Linked DNA regions of Mus musculus: regions 2 and 3 are each linked to region 1. Evidence: chromatin contacts called from public HiChIP or PLAC-seq and promoter capture Hi-C data. All regions are on one chromosome and are shown on one strand. The core of a region is the stretch at or near the end of the contact, and the rest is flanking DNA. Distances in the headings are between cores, read along the strand shown.

Evidence for each region. HiChIP or PLAC-seq counts read pairs in DNA pulled down with a chosen protein or histone mark. Capture Hi-C pulls out chosen DNA fragments and counts their contacts.
Region 2: a FOXA1 HiChIP or PLAC-seq map of pancreatic cancer cells shows a contact between it and region 1. The contact joins the enhancer-like site here to the promoter of Dolpp1 in region 1. A contact is called at or near these places in 2 of 39 promoter capture datasets (stem cell-derived epiblast-like cells and trophoblast stem cells), 2 of 115 datasets of contacts at active chromatin or transcription factors (extraembryonic endoderm stem cells and pancreatic cancer cells) and 2 of 9 other capture datasets (adipose tissue and liver).
Region 3: a contact with region 1 is called in a promoter capture Hi-C map of adipose tissue. The contact joins the promoter of Zdhhc12 here to the promoter of Dolpp1 in region 1. A contact is called at or near these places in 1 of 39 promoter capture datasets (hematopoietic stem and progenitor cells), 4 of 115 datasets of contacts at active chromatin or transcription factors (Th17 cells, embryonic stem cells and pancreatic cancer cells) and 3 of 9 other capture datasets (adipose tissue, liver and pancreatic islet).

The regions. Positions count from the first base shown.
Region 1 is chr2:30,389,692-30,394,113 of GRCm38.p6, forward strand. It overlaps Dolpp1 (dolichyl pyrophosphate phosphatase 1), which reads left to right and starts at 2,563. Exons shown (of 8, transcript NM_020329.4): 1 at 2,563-2,821. The coding sequence starts at 2,746.
Region 2 is chr2:30,756,661-30,761,082 of GRCm38.p6, forward strand. No RefSeq gene overlaps it. Among named protein-coding and RNA genes, the nearest start is that of Gm39783, 13 kb to the right of the region's middle. Within about 2 kb of position 1,826, at least 173 of the 459 cell types and tissues checked have an H3K27ac peak or open chromatin away from gene starts, as enhancers often do. A contact at or near this core is called in adipose tissue, extraembryonic endoderm stem cells, liver and 1 more, where this site is marked.
Region 3 is chr2:30,091,848-30,096,269 of GRCm38.p6, forward strand. Zdhhc12 (zinc finger, DHHC domain containing 12) reads right to left here and starts at 1,788. Exons shown (of 5, transcript NM_001037762.1): 1 at 1,642-1,788; 2 at 558-694; 3 at 141-218. The coding sequence starts at 1,741.

The sequences.
Region 1 (4,422 bases), core at 1,313-3,812:
AGGTGCAAACCCAAACACGGGATGGATGCCTTTAGATGTCACCTAGGGTACTGCACAGGCACATCGGTTGTTCCTTATCTGGGGGATTCTTACACAAGAATGTCTAACTTCTGAAACACATTGACCTATATCCATATGGTGTCTGGAACTTTCTATAAGAATGTCACATATGGGGCTGGTGAGATGGCTCAGTGGGTAAGAGCACCCGACTGCTCTTCCAAAGGTCCAGAGTTCAAATCCCAGCAACCACATGGTGGCTCACAACCATCCGTAATGAGATCTGACTCCCTCTTCTGGAGTGTGTGAAGACAGCTACAGTGTATTTACATAAAATAATAAATAAATCTTTAAAAAAAAAAAAAAAAAAAAGAATGTCACATATGAACACATAATGAATGACTTTGAACTCTGGATCTTCTTGCCTCAGCTTTCCAAACACACGCACACGCAGTTTGGTTTTTAGTTTAGTTTCCCCCCCCCATTCTGTTTTTTGAGGAGATTCTTAGGTATGCCAGGCTAGCCAAGACCTCACTATGTGACCCGAGGGTTACCAGAACTTCTGATCCTCCTGCCCCTCTCAGGTTCTGGAATTACAGGCATGCTCCATCTGGCCTTTTTTTTTTTTTTTTAAAAGACAAATTCCTGCATGGGCTGGAATCCCAATCTCCTACCTTTACCTCCCAGTTGCTACAATTTTAGGGTGTCCACCCAGCTAAATATTTTATATAATTAAAAAATAGCAAAAGCAAGTGTGTGTGGCGGACCATACCATTAGTCTCAGCACTTGGGAGGCAGTGGCAGGTGGATCTCAGTGAGTTTGAGATCTGCACAACATCTACATAATGAGTTCCAGGCCAGTCAAGTTTACACACTGAGACCCTGCCTCGGGGGGAAAAAGATTCCTTCATTATTTACTTACCCTCAGAGCTTTCTGTACCCTCAGCACCAGCTATTCCCTCAGAGACTCAGTGGCTCAGCCCCACCCACCTCCCCCACAAGAAGTCCAGCTTTTCTTCCTGCTGGAGACTCGCCCCAATAACTCCCACACATTTTCAGTTCTTCATCTTGTCACTTCCTTAGGGATGCTCTCTCTGTGTTTCTGGGACTCTGAAGAAGGGCAAGGCAGCCTGACCTTCCATGGGTGCCCTCTCTCTCAGAGAACTATTCTAGGAAGCTCATGACCACGTCTCACACCTCTTTCTTTCAAAGGCTAATAATGACTTTGCCTGAGAGAGAGAGCTAAGGGCAGGTGACTAGGAGGTGGGCCCAGCTGGATAAGTTCAGGCTGGGTAGGGAGACGGAAGACAAGCTGAACACCACTGGGGGATTCTGAGTCCCCAGCCTACTTAGAGTAACCTACAATTCTGGCTTCCACGGGCTGCCAGACTAAGCCACTGTAGCTAGTGACCTCAGAACATAGAATATGGAGGGCCAAGGCTCCAACCTAGACCTACTGGGTACCCCCAGGTCTAAGGCAGACCCGGAACCTGCTTTTATTTTTATTTTTTTACTGTACATGCTCTGGGCCTTAGTCAGAGGTCAGAGAACCGTTGCATACTGGCAGAGGCAGACAAGGAAATAATTACAGTCAAGTGTAGCCAGAGATGAGGTAGGCAAAGGAGGTGCAATTGTGGGAGACCACTGGAACTCCCCCACCCCCTTTCTGAGGTAGCCCAGACTGGCTTCCAACTCACAGAGATCCCCCTGCTTCTGTGGAGGCCCTTCTCTTAATTTTCAGAACCTGAAGCTATGAACTGACAAGTCAGCCTGGGCCAGGCAAATGGGGCAGGAGTGTGTGTGCCCATTCCTTGCAGAGAAATTTGAGGAATTGGAATCTGGCCTAGACAGTAAGTAGGTCTGTCTGGAGAGAGTTGGTTCAGAAAGGGGACGTGGGTGGGAGGTGTGGCTGTTTCTTCAAGAATGTTTCTTCAAGAATGGGGAAACAGAGAAGGGTAGATGGAACATCTGGATTATACTGAAAATGGTCCCAAGTGGCCTCACTACGCTACGGCGTAATTGAAACGTATAGCATCCCATCTAAGATATCTACAATATGTGCTACATCCCAGAAGTGAGGACCAATAATTTTTTTTTAACAGAAAAGTTCCTTTGCGGAACTGCACCTCTTGTCTGTCAGTAAAGGGCAATAAAAAACTGCACTAGGTCTTTGACTTCAGTTTACATTTATGGACAGGAAGCCAGAACCTGGAGGACGAGGCAGAATGATGCTGGGGCAAGCCTAGCCTTCATAGTGAGGAACACATTTTTGTTTTCCAAATGGGTCGGTTGAGACCCGGTGGTGCTGAGGCTGCTCCTCCACTGCGCTCTGGGTTCTCAGGAGCTTTAACTCTGGGCGCAGGTGCCAGCCTAACCAAAGCTCCCACCAAAGTACAACACGCCCCCCGAGATAGCGCCTGATTGGCTCGCCCTTCCCACACGCCGAGCTAAGCTTACCTTTTGATTGGCTGTTCTGCGCTCTGTCCTGCGCTGCGAGTGCTCCATTCTCTTGATTGGTTAGTCAACTACCTGAACTCGCACGGGATTGGACACTGGCAAAGCTGCGCGAGTCCCCGCTCTCTGATTCGCCGCACGGGCCAGCCTCACGACCTGCACACTGAATGGCTGCGCCACTACCTGCAATCGGCCTCGGATTGGGTGCGTGGCGTCTCCCCGGCGTGATAGGTCAGGACCACCGCCCCCCTTGCTCCCCATTGGCTGCTCTGCGAAGCCCGGTCTCCGGGTAAGATGGCAGCGGACGGACAGTGCTCGCTCCCCGCTTCATGGCGGCCAGTGACCCTCACCCACGTCGAATACCCTGCAGGTAAGAGCCTGCCCCGGCTCCGAGGACGTTCTCCTCGAGCTGCCGCCACAGCCCCGGGCGTTCCGGGCCGCGCGGACCGCCTTCGGGGCGCCTTGGAACCGCGGTGGGAACTGTCAAACAGCGAGCCTTGGAGGGGCTCGGCCGGCGCGCGCGCCGCGCAGGCGCAGTGAGGCGGCGATGAGCAGGGAGAAATTGCGAGCGGCTCGCTCGTGTGCTCTGCGGCTGCGCGGCCGAGTCGCTCTCCGGGGTCCCGGGGTGCTGGTGGGCTGTCCTGGGCCGGGGGAGGGTCTGGATAGGGCGGGCGAGGATCTGGGCCTGGACTTTGTCCCTTGTGCCCCGCCCTCCCCCGAGCCAGAGAGGCCGCACTCCTGCTCGGCTGTGCAGGGAGTGACAGTTTCCTTCACTACGCTGCGGGCTGCTCACTGGAGAAAGCTCCCAGTTGCAGGGAGTGTGCAAACCCAGGCCAGGTTTGGGAGAATTTGCGGCGCCACGCCCTGAGCAGCGCGGCAGAGGCCAGCCGCCAAGGGGGCATGCAGCCCCTGGGAGCCTGACTTGTAAGAGCTTCCATCTGACACGCCTCTGGGAGTGCCCGCCTCTCTGGTGGGAAGGTCCATTAGCCATGGTTCTGAAGTTCCGGCTCGGCTCCATAGAGTGGAGCGGAGCGGAGCTTAGGCCTTGGGGTGAGACGTTTCCGGGCTCCAGGGTAGGCACCACCCCTCCAGTCACTTCATCTTAAGTGGCTCCAAGTACAGTGTCTCCTTTCTGTAATGGTGTGTGACTCAAATGACCACAGGCCTAAGAGGTGCTGGGCACAGAGCCTGGCCCACAGTGGACACCCAGTAAATACCTGTAGTTTATCTCTCTAGCTTGCCAGCACCCTCCCTGGATAAATGTTTGTTGCTGAGCAGCCGGGGCCCCCTTGCTGGCCTCTGGTTGTCCAGGAAGGGCCTGTCCTCTTGGGTAGAGGGCCTGAGAACTTGGGTCTGCTGAGAACACAGGGCCACAGGCCAGGAGAACTTTGCCTCTGGGTGTTCTGGGTTATACTTAAGGTGTGGCAGTCCAGGGATGGGCCCTATCAAAGTGCCTGTTCATTACCCAACCACCCATCCATCCATTCATTCTGCATTCCCTTAGCATAGCATCTCCCGGGTGCAAGGCCCTGGGCCAGCTCGGGGTTTGGAATGATGAAGTCCCTGCACTCTTGTTCTATGGAAAGTCTCTGCCCCTGAGGAGGGAAAACAGGCCTGGTGAAGGGGAGAGACCTGACTGGGGTCTCCACAGCTTCCCGACTCTCCGTCCTTGGCGTCAGAGTAGCTTCTTGGAGGGCTCATGGCCTTTCAGGTGAGAAGAGCCTGCAGCTGTGAACACCATAACACATACAAGGCTGTGTGTGCTGTGGGGGCTGGTTGAGCCCGAGGATATCTGGCAAGGTACCCCTGCACTTGATGTCGCTCACTACACTGAACATGCTTCCTTCATGCCTGAGTCCTGTGGCGTGTCCTACATTGCTACACTCAAGACAGTAGGTTATGGAGACCTTGTCACTACCCTAAAGTACAGAGGGCAAAGAGAGGCCCCACACAGCTACTTACACTAGCCAG
Region 2 (4,422 bases), core at 576-3,075, 370 kb after region 1:
GATCTGACAAGTATGCACAGTGGGGGTTCTGGGCGCAGTCCTGGCAGAGGGCTTGCCATTGAATTCTCAGATTCTGTCCCCAGCCTTGCACAAAACGGGCATGGTGGCATGCACCTTACGCCCGGCAGCCACAAGCCACAAGGTGCAGGGGACATCTCTTGGTTAGGAACGTGTTTGCCTGGGACACATAAGGACCATGGAAAATCCAGGTGGCACGACATCTGTAATTCCAGGGCTGAGAAGGCAGAGAGAGGAGAAGCCCCCAGAGCTCACTGACTTGCCAGCCTTGCCAACTGGGCTCTAGGTTCAATGAATTCCCCAGTCTCAAAAAATAAGTTGGGGGCTAAGAAGATGGCTTGGAGGGTAAAGTGCTTGGGGACAAGCATAAGTCTCTGAACCTGGGTCTCAGAACCCGTATAAGAACCGGCACAGCCGTACATGCGCCTGGAATCCCAGCACAAGCTTTCTGTTAGCCAACCTTAATCCGTTATGCAGAGGTGATTGACAAGAGAGACCACACCCCAAGCAAGATGGAAGGCGATGAAACCCGAGGTTTCCCTCTGACCTCCACACACCCTGTGGCATGTGAGGGCCTGCACTCATACACACAAACACTATGTTCCCTTCCACTATGTAGCAAGTTTAAAGCAGTCTAGGATCCATGAGTTTCTGTCCCAAAATAACCAACAAACTTGACCGCAAAGCTAATGGTAGGGGAGCCAGCTAGAGGGAGAGACCTTTGGGGAATGTCCTAGAAGGGGCAGCCTTACCTTGGATCCCACAAACCTGATTCTTAGCTTGAAGGCCAAGCCTAGGTGTGTCCCTGCCCCCAGACATTCAGTCTCAAGTTCCCATTGCCTAAGGCAGTGGTCCCCTGCGTTGAGACTTGTATTTGTGAAGCAGATGGAGGTTGAGCAGGCGTAAAGTTCAAGGCTGGTCCTGTCCCAACCCCTACTAGTTCAGAGGGCTCTTGTGAGCTGGGACTTGAACCCAGAGTCTTGGTTTTTTTGTTTTGTAGTTAATATTTATTTGCTTTCTGATCTGTGTATCAGGTCTATGGCTGGTATCTGAGAAGATCAGAAGAGACTGTCAGATGCCCTGGAACTGGAATTGCAGATCCTGTGAGCCACTGTGTGGGTGCTGGGAATTGAATGTGGAATCCATGGTCTTGTGTCCATTAATTATGTCTTTACTTCAGCACTACTACACTGAGTCCCTGCCTCGCTGACCCAGAACACAGCACCGTTAGCCAGCCATTGCCAGGAGACAAGAAGAGTCTGAATCTCCCGTGTTCCCCCTCTCCTTGGACTGCACTTAGTGCATACTGGGTAAGCTTGGTTTCCAGGCCCTGGGGGGTTTGGAGAGAGACTGTACTCCTAGTCCAGCAGGGTTCCCCAAGTATACATGCACACATACATGTTTGCTTGGCCACTTGTCGGGGAAGCACAGGGAAAGGACAGGACAGCACACGCCGAGTACTACCAATGCTAGAGATGGGAAGGGTAGAAGTAGGAGGATCAGAAGTTCAAGGTCACCTTCACAATGATCAAGTTGGAGGCCAGCCTGGGCTACATGAGATGCCATCTCAAAAAGTAAAGCATGGTTTGGGCTGTGCAGGAAAAAAATCAGTCCAACCCACCCCCTTCCTGCAAATTCCTGACCAGGTTTGGCTAGGCAGAGATCAGATCCACAGCAGTAGCAGCAGTTTCAGACTCTGGGGGTCAGGGGAATCCCAGACGGTGTTATCTGCAAAGTGGTGTGTGTCTCCTCCAGAAGCCTAAGCAAGCATTGGCCGTTGTCCGGTAGGGGGTGGGAATTGGACCGGAGCCAGAAGCAGGAACCAGACTTTCCGCTGGGCAGGGCTCCGCAGCTGGGCTGTAACTAGAGTCTCCTGGGTTTCTCAGGGGCAGGACCCCCTCAGGTCTGGAATGCAGCCTGGGCCCAGGGAAGGCTAACAAATGGTGAAGGCTTTGAAATCTCAGCTCCGCCCTCTCTCGGGGTTGAACAAACAGCCCCTCCTCCCACCTCTGTTGGAAGCGCCCAACCCTAGGCTGCCACTCAAGTTTCTCCTCGTCCTCAGGCTGGGGTTACAGCTGCCCCATTCTGCGGGCCTCTGTGGTCCCAGGACTGTGGGGAGAGAGAAGCAGAAAGACTCAGGTCCCCTCTCCCTGCCTTCTCGGGGTTCTGACCCGAGCTAGATTCTAACCCTGGCTCACTAGGAAGGGCCAGATTCAGCAGGGAGAAACGGGAGAAGTGGCAGGAGCTCCCTCACCCCCATAAGGAATGTCCAGCGTAGAATTCTATTCTCAAGCGCCAGGAGCTGGACTGGCCAGAGAACGTTTGTTTGCATTTCAGCAAAAACCTCCTTTGTCTAATGTTGTCTAGCAGTTCCCAGGAGTTGAGGTGGAGGGAGGAAGGTGTGGCCCTGAAACTAAGGTGCCACACCCCACACCCACCACACCGTGTAGAAAGCACTGGGGGCTCAGGCTTCATCAGCTTCTTATACGCAGGGTTCCAGCTGAAGAGCTTTTCCCAGAGACCTTGATTCTGAGAGAGGTGCGCACACAAGGCCTGCCCCAGCTCCAAGGTCAGGGAATTGAACCCTAGAGTGTTCTTTAAAAGTGCCCTGCCCACTTTCCAAGGAAGCCCTTTCTTCATTCCTAAACCCACCTTGGAGTCCCGCTCTCAAAGAGCCCTTGCTTGCCTAGATTCAGTCCATAACTCTGTAGTCTCCTGCCCGTGTGCTCCCAAGACCTCACCTCATTCCAACCCTTTCTCTTCATCTCCACCCCATCCTCAGCGACATGGGTGCCAGGACAAGCCTCCAGCTCTCCCTAGCTCTCTTAGTCCTTCCTGGGCTCCCAGCCCACACTTCATGGCTTGCCTCTTTGGCCCCTTCTGAACAACCATGTTCACAAACATGGTGCAGGAGCAGACTACTGGAGGTTCAGGGAGACCGGTGACACTGGAGACCAACCCTGATGTGGATGGAGGCTGGCTTGCTGCCACCAACCCTAGAGGGACAGAGTGTGCCATGGGCAATGGGCTGAGCGAGTTGGGGTAGGGTCTGCAGGTCTTTGCCACCTCTCCAGGCCAAGTCACCAACTAGTCCCATATACCCTCTGCTGCAGACAGAGCGTTCTGGATGGTCCCTAAATTGTTAAATCCTCCAGCCAGGCCACCAGGCCTCAAGGGCCCTGCCCATTGCTAGACAGAGTGGCATTGTGTGTTTGTGTGTTTGTGTGTTTGTGCACACGCGTGAGGATGAATAACAGCCTCTCCTTCATGTGTAGGGTTCCTCTCTTGCCAGTCCTTCTGCCTTCCCAGGAAGAATTTCCCCCAGCTTTCCACAGGCCATTAACTCAGTGCCCTGACTTGAGGAGTTAATGAGTAATTCGGCTGGACAGGGTCTGACCTCAGACTGACCTTGGGTCCCCTGCATCCCTGCAGCTTGCTTTCCTGGTAGAGTATGTGACAGTTTTGGGGTGAGCCCAATAGTGGGCTCTGAGTTTTGAGCACCCTGCCCCCAGTCACCCTATTCCTGAGCCTCAGTTTCCCAACAGTCTTAGGCAGGTGTCCACTTGTAATCAAGAGACAGTTGAACCCATGAGGACCCTGTAAGTAGCCTCTTTGTCATGTAAAACCGGGCTGGAGCAGTGGCTGTGTCTGGCAGTCCTGGAGGAGGGCGGGTGGCCTGACCCCTGGCTTCCTCTGCTGGGCCTCACCTCCTTGCTGACACTGAAGAAGCAAAAGAATTGAGAAATCTGGGGCAGCTGTGTGAATGCACACTGCTGAGGAGGAGCAGCCCCTGGTAACTTGGCAAGCTGGTAGCTCGCTCGCTCGCTCAGCCGAATGGGCTGAATGAGTGGGCCAGAGCCTGAGCGTGAGCCGGAGCCCAGGGTGCCCATGGGTATCACCCAGCCAGAGGTAAAAGGGCCTGGATGTCTGGGAGGTGGGAGAAAGGTTAGTAGATTCAAGAGGCCAATGCCTCACTTTGGGCCAAAAAGAAATACATGGTGTGGTGGGGTTGCATTTTTTTAATTAATTAAATTATTTATTTAGTGTCTATGTGAGCCAGCCTGTTGTGTGAGTGTGTGTACGCATTCACGTGGATACTCATGCAAGTCCGTGCCCACTTGTTATAGAGGTCAGAGGTCAAGGTCAGATGTCTTCATCAATCACTCGTCATGAGGAACTCCTTAACCAAACCTCAGCCAGCTAGCTAGACAACAACTCACAGGAGTCGGTCCTTTCCTTCACCGTGTGAATTGTGAGGATAAACCCAGGTTACCAGACTTGGCAGCACACATATTTACCAACTGAGTCACCTTGTGGGCTTGATGCAGTTGTTTTTTAAAGACCAAAATAAGAACCATTAGAGAGGGTTGGAACACAGTGCTCACTGGAGCTTGTGAATAGCAC
Region 3 (4,422 bases), core at 538-3,037, 300 kb before region 1:
CGCAGTTTAGGCTTAGTGCTGCCTCCCCCGTGAGTCCTCCTTTGGGGAGAATGCTCAAGGCCATAGTCAGGTCCTAAATTTGGGAGGCAGGGTTAAGGATGGCCTGACTGCCCCCACAAGAGTATGTGTGTATCACCTACCAGCACCAGACAGTGTCTGCAGCGCCGGAGTGGGACGGCCTGAGGAACCATGGCTGCCTGTTCCTCCTTGGGCTCGCCCTGAAAACGAAACAAAGATTATGAGATTGGGGGTTCTCCTACCTTGGGAGGCAGACGATGCTGGGGCCATCTCTCTAGGTGCCACCGGTCCCCATTGTGCAGGACTTGGGGCCCATCTCATGTAGAGGGGACGCATGCACATGGCAGCATACTAGACGTCTGGTGACCTTTGTAAGACAGTTGTCCCCACATGGGTCTTGGGTGATGTCATCATTGTAGGAGCAAAAACACAGGGGTAGGCAAGAGGCTTCATCAAGATGCCCCCACACTGAGTGCAGCTCAGGGCTCAGCATTGAGGTCTCACTCCCCTGTTGGCCTTCGAGGTCCCTGCTTGCTTACCTGAGGCTGGGGCTGAGTAGTCACATAGCCGGGGTCCATGAGTGACACAGCCAGATAAAGCAGCAGGGAGCTTAGCACCAGGAGCAGGAATGTGAGGGGCAGGAGCAGCTCCCCTTGCTCTTCCCATTGGCGTAGCTCTGGGGAGGCCAGAGGACAGTGAGAACCATAGCAAAAGGGAAGGGCAGGAGGCGGTGGGGGTAGAAAGAAAGTAGCTGGAGGTGATATGGAGGCTAGACCTGAGGGAGGCAGGAGGAAGGGGGCTCCCCAGGGGAAGAGTCAGCCCTGGAAGAGGGTGGAGCCAGCCAGGAGCTCCAGCTAGGAAGGTGCCAGCCAGCCTGTTTAAGCCCATGGCAGTGAAGGAGGATTATGGAGAGGAGGGAGGGCTAAGAAGTGATGGACGTGGTGACACCAGACAGCTGAGCGTAGGCAACTCTGGTACCCTTGGGTGAAAGAGAGCCAAGGAGGTTTTGAAGGTGGCTGACTCCTGGTGTGGAAGCCTGAGGACAAAGGGCAAAAGCGATGGAGGAGGGCTACAGAGGAAGCCTCTGGTGGGCTCTGTTCCTTCTGGAAGGGAAACCTAGGAGGGGGCAGGAAGGGGGTGAAGGGAATGATGGGGAAAGGAGATGCTACCAGGCGAAGGTGGGAAACCTGCTCCTCGCTATAGTGGCGTCCCTTGGGGTAGTTAGTCGGCTCATAGGATTTGGGGAGTGGACCGGAAAGCCAAGTCCTTAAGTCTAGCGGATTTCTTAATCTTATTTAGGGAGGGGTTGGGAGGCAATTTCTGGGAAGGACAGGTAGAGCCCAGGGATGGGAGAGATGGGGCCTCTAGTTGGTCCTCTGATGGGCTCTGGTGGTCTTTGGATGGATGGACATCTATCGATGACAGAAAATTACTGGGATTAATTAGGGTCCAACTTGGGAATCAGGCGGAGAGAGGATGATCCCCGGACCGACATAGGAGAAAGACGCTTGAGGAACTGGTGGGAGATAGAAATGGAGATTTCAATGTGTCTGAGGATTAGGGGGACCCCGGTATACCCACGCGTGATCGGGTGGGCTCGGGGTGGCGCGGTGTCCGGCTCACCGGTGTCGTGCAGGAAGAGCACCAGAGTGATTCCCCAGGTCAGCACGGTGTGCCCAGTCCGCACCAGCATCCCAGAGTTAAGCGGCGGCCAAAGAGCCATGGCCTTGGCCCCCGCCCGAGCCCACCCGGAAGAAGCGCGCAGAAGGTGGGGCCGCGGGGCAGCGGGGCTGCAGCAACGCGGGGATTGGTGGCTCTGCATTAGAGGCGGGGCACGGGCGGCTCAGGGAGGCTGTCTATTGGGTGCCACCGGCGGCCCCTCAGGCCAACAGGTGCCCGAGGAGGCTGAAGGCGGGGCCCGCGCGCGCACAGCCTACAACTCCCTAACTCCGCCTCCTGTGGGCCAGGTAACTTTGCAAAACCCGGGAGGCGGAAGCCTCCGAAGACAACCCCACCCCCGCATGCGCATGCGTGCCCATCTTTGATCCCCGGAGGCCACGCGGAGCTTGCTCCCAAGGGGCGATGGGCCGGGCTTGCAGGAGGGCACGCCTTGATGACACACTTTCCTCTTATTCGTTTTCTGATTTTGCAAACGGATGATGGGAAAAAGGAGGGTTCTGGTGCGGAGTCTGGACACGCATGGCCCAGCTTGGAGTCAGAGAAATAATTGTCCGGCCTATGACTCTCGAGGCAAGTTACTGAGCTTCTTTAGGCTACTTTCTGCCTCTTCAATGGGGTTGGTAATAGTACCCGCGTCTTAGACAGGTATTTGTCTCCCCTGCTACCACCACGGCCCAACCAGACTGACTTTCTCTCCTTGTGTTCCTTGAACCTCCCCCATTCAGCTGACTTCCACCTGATGACCCTCTTCTAGCCCAAAGCCCAGTGTGCATGCTCTTGGGATTTGTTTTGGTCAAATAGACATCCCTTTTTCTGAAGAACTGACTTCCTATGGCCAGGGTGGTTATGGAAGGATTGGTTGTCCATCGTGTGTGCGCGCGCACGCACCCGCGCGAGTGTGTATTGGGGGACGGGGGGACGGGGGGCGGTTAGGGCCAATCATACTATTCCATATGAGATTAAACAGAGGCTGGGGATTAACACAATTGGTAGACTGTCTAGCAAGCACTAAAGGCTGGGTTATCGCCCCAGCATGGTATATATGATATGGTGGTACATGCCTGAAATCTCAACAAACTGGTGATAGAGGCAAGAAAATTCAAGGCCATCCTCTATACATGTGGAGGGAGGGGACTAAAGCCAACTAATTGTGTGACATAAAAGCTAGTTCCCAAAGAAGGGGTTGGGCTGTCCACACCTTTTTGTTGTTGTTAAAGATTTATTTATTTGTTTTATGTAAGTACACTGTCACTTAAGATACACTTAAGGGCATCAGATTGCATTACAAATGGTTGTGAGCCACCATGTGGTTGCTGGGAATTGAACTCAGGACCTCTGGAAAAGCAGCCAGTGCTCTTAACCACTGAGCCATCTCTCCAGCCCCTGCCCACACCTTTAATCCAATTCTTTGGGATGTAGAGACAGGCAAAGGGCAGCCTGGTCCACATAATGAGTTCTAGGCCAGCTGTCCATAGAAAAATAAAACAAAAAGATCAAAACAAAGTACACAACCATTTGTGAGTCAGGGAGTGTGTGTGTGTGCAAGCTGATGTGATAGCTGGCTCACAGAAATGAAAGGACAACCCTAGCTGTTGGCTCTCTCCTGCCATGTGGGTTCCAGGGACAGAAATCAGGTCAGCAGGCTTACAGGCTGACTGTGTGTGGATATTTTTCCTGAATGTATATCTGTGCACCATGTTCATGCCTAGTGTTTGCAGAGGTTCTAAGAGTAACCAGGTCCTCTGGAGTTACAGATGGTTATGAGCACCATGTGAGTGCTAGAAACTGAACTGAGGTCCCTTGCAAGAGCCACAAGTACAGTGGGGCATGGTGGTGCACGCCTTAATCTCTGTACTCAAAGGCAGAGGTAGCCTAGTTTTCATAGTTTCAGGGCAGCCAGAGCTACATAGAGAGAAAGGTCTTATTTTGGGGTGGGGCAGCTGGCTGGTGAGGCAGAGGCAGGTAAGTGGATCTTTGGAGTTTGAGACCAGCCAGTGTAGTCTACAGAACTACTTGTGTAGTTCCAAGACAGCAGGAATACACAGAGAAACCCTCATTGGGAGTGTGTGTGTGGGTGTGTGTGTATGTGGGTGGGATATACAAGTGCTCCTAACCACCAGGGCATCTCCCTAGCCAGTGGGGTGTTTTTGTTTTGGTTTTCCCATGGTGGTGCTTTTAATCCCAGCACTCTGAGGCCGAGAGGCAGGTGGAGTTTGAAGCCAGCCTGGTCTACAAAGCAAGTTCCAGGATGGCTAAGGCTACATACACCAAGAAACCCTGTCTCAATAAAAACAAAAAACAAAAAAATCAGTGTATTTATTTGTACTTTTTTGGGTGGGTGGTCTCTTCTCTCTCAATATATGGGTCCTGGGAGTGGAACTCAGTCTTAGTGGTAGGGCTCCTTGTGGCACAGCCAGTAAGAAAGATCCCTGGATGGGCAGCCAGGAGAGGTTCATGCTTGCCACTCTTCCAGAGAAGTTTGGGTCTCAGCACTCAGACCATATAGTTGTGACCTGCTGCCCTCTTCTGGCCACCATGGGCACTGTACACAAGTAGTGTACACACACAAAACAACTAAAATGAATTTATAAAGAGCCCTGGAAACCCAGGGTTCTGTGCTGTGTGCTGACCCTTAGCAAAGCCCTGATGGGCTGTTCACAGCCATGGAGTGGCAGGTGCCATAGCCTCAGCATCAACAAGTGGCCAGGTAGTGGGATGGAGTGA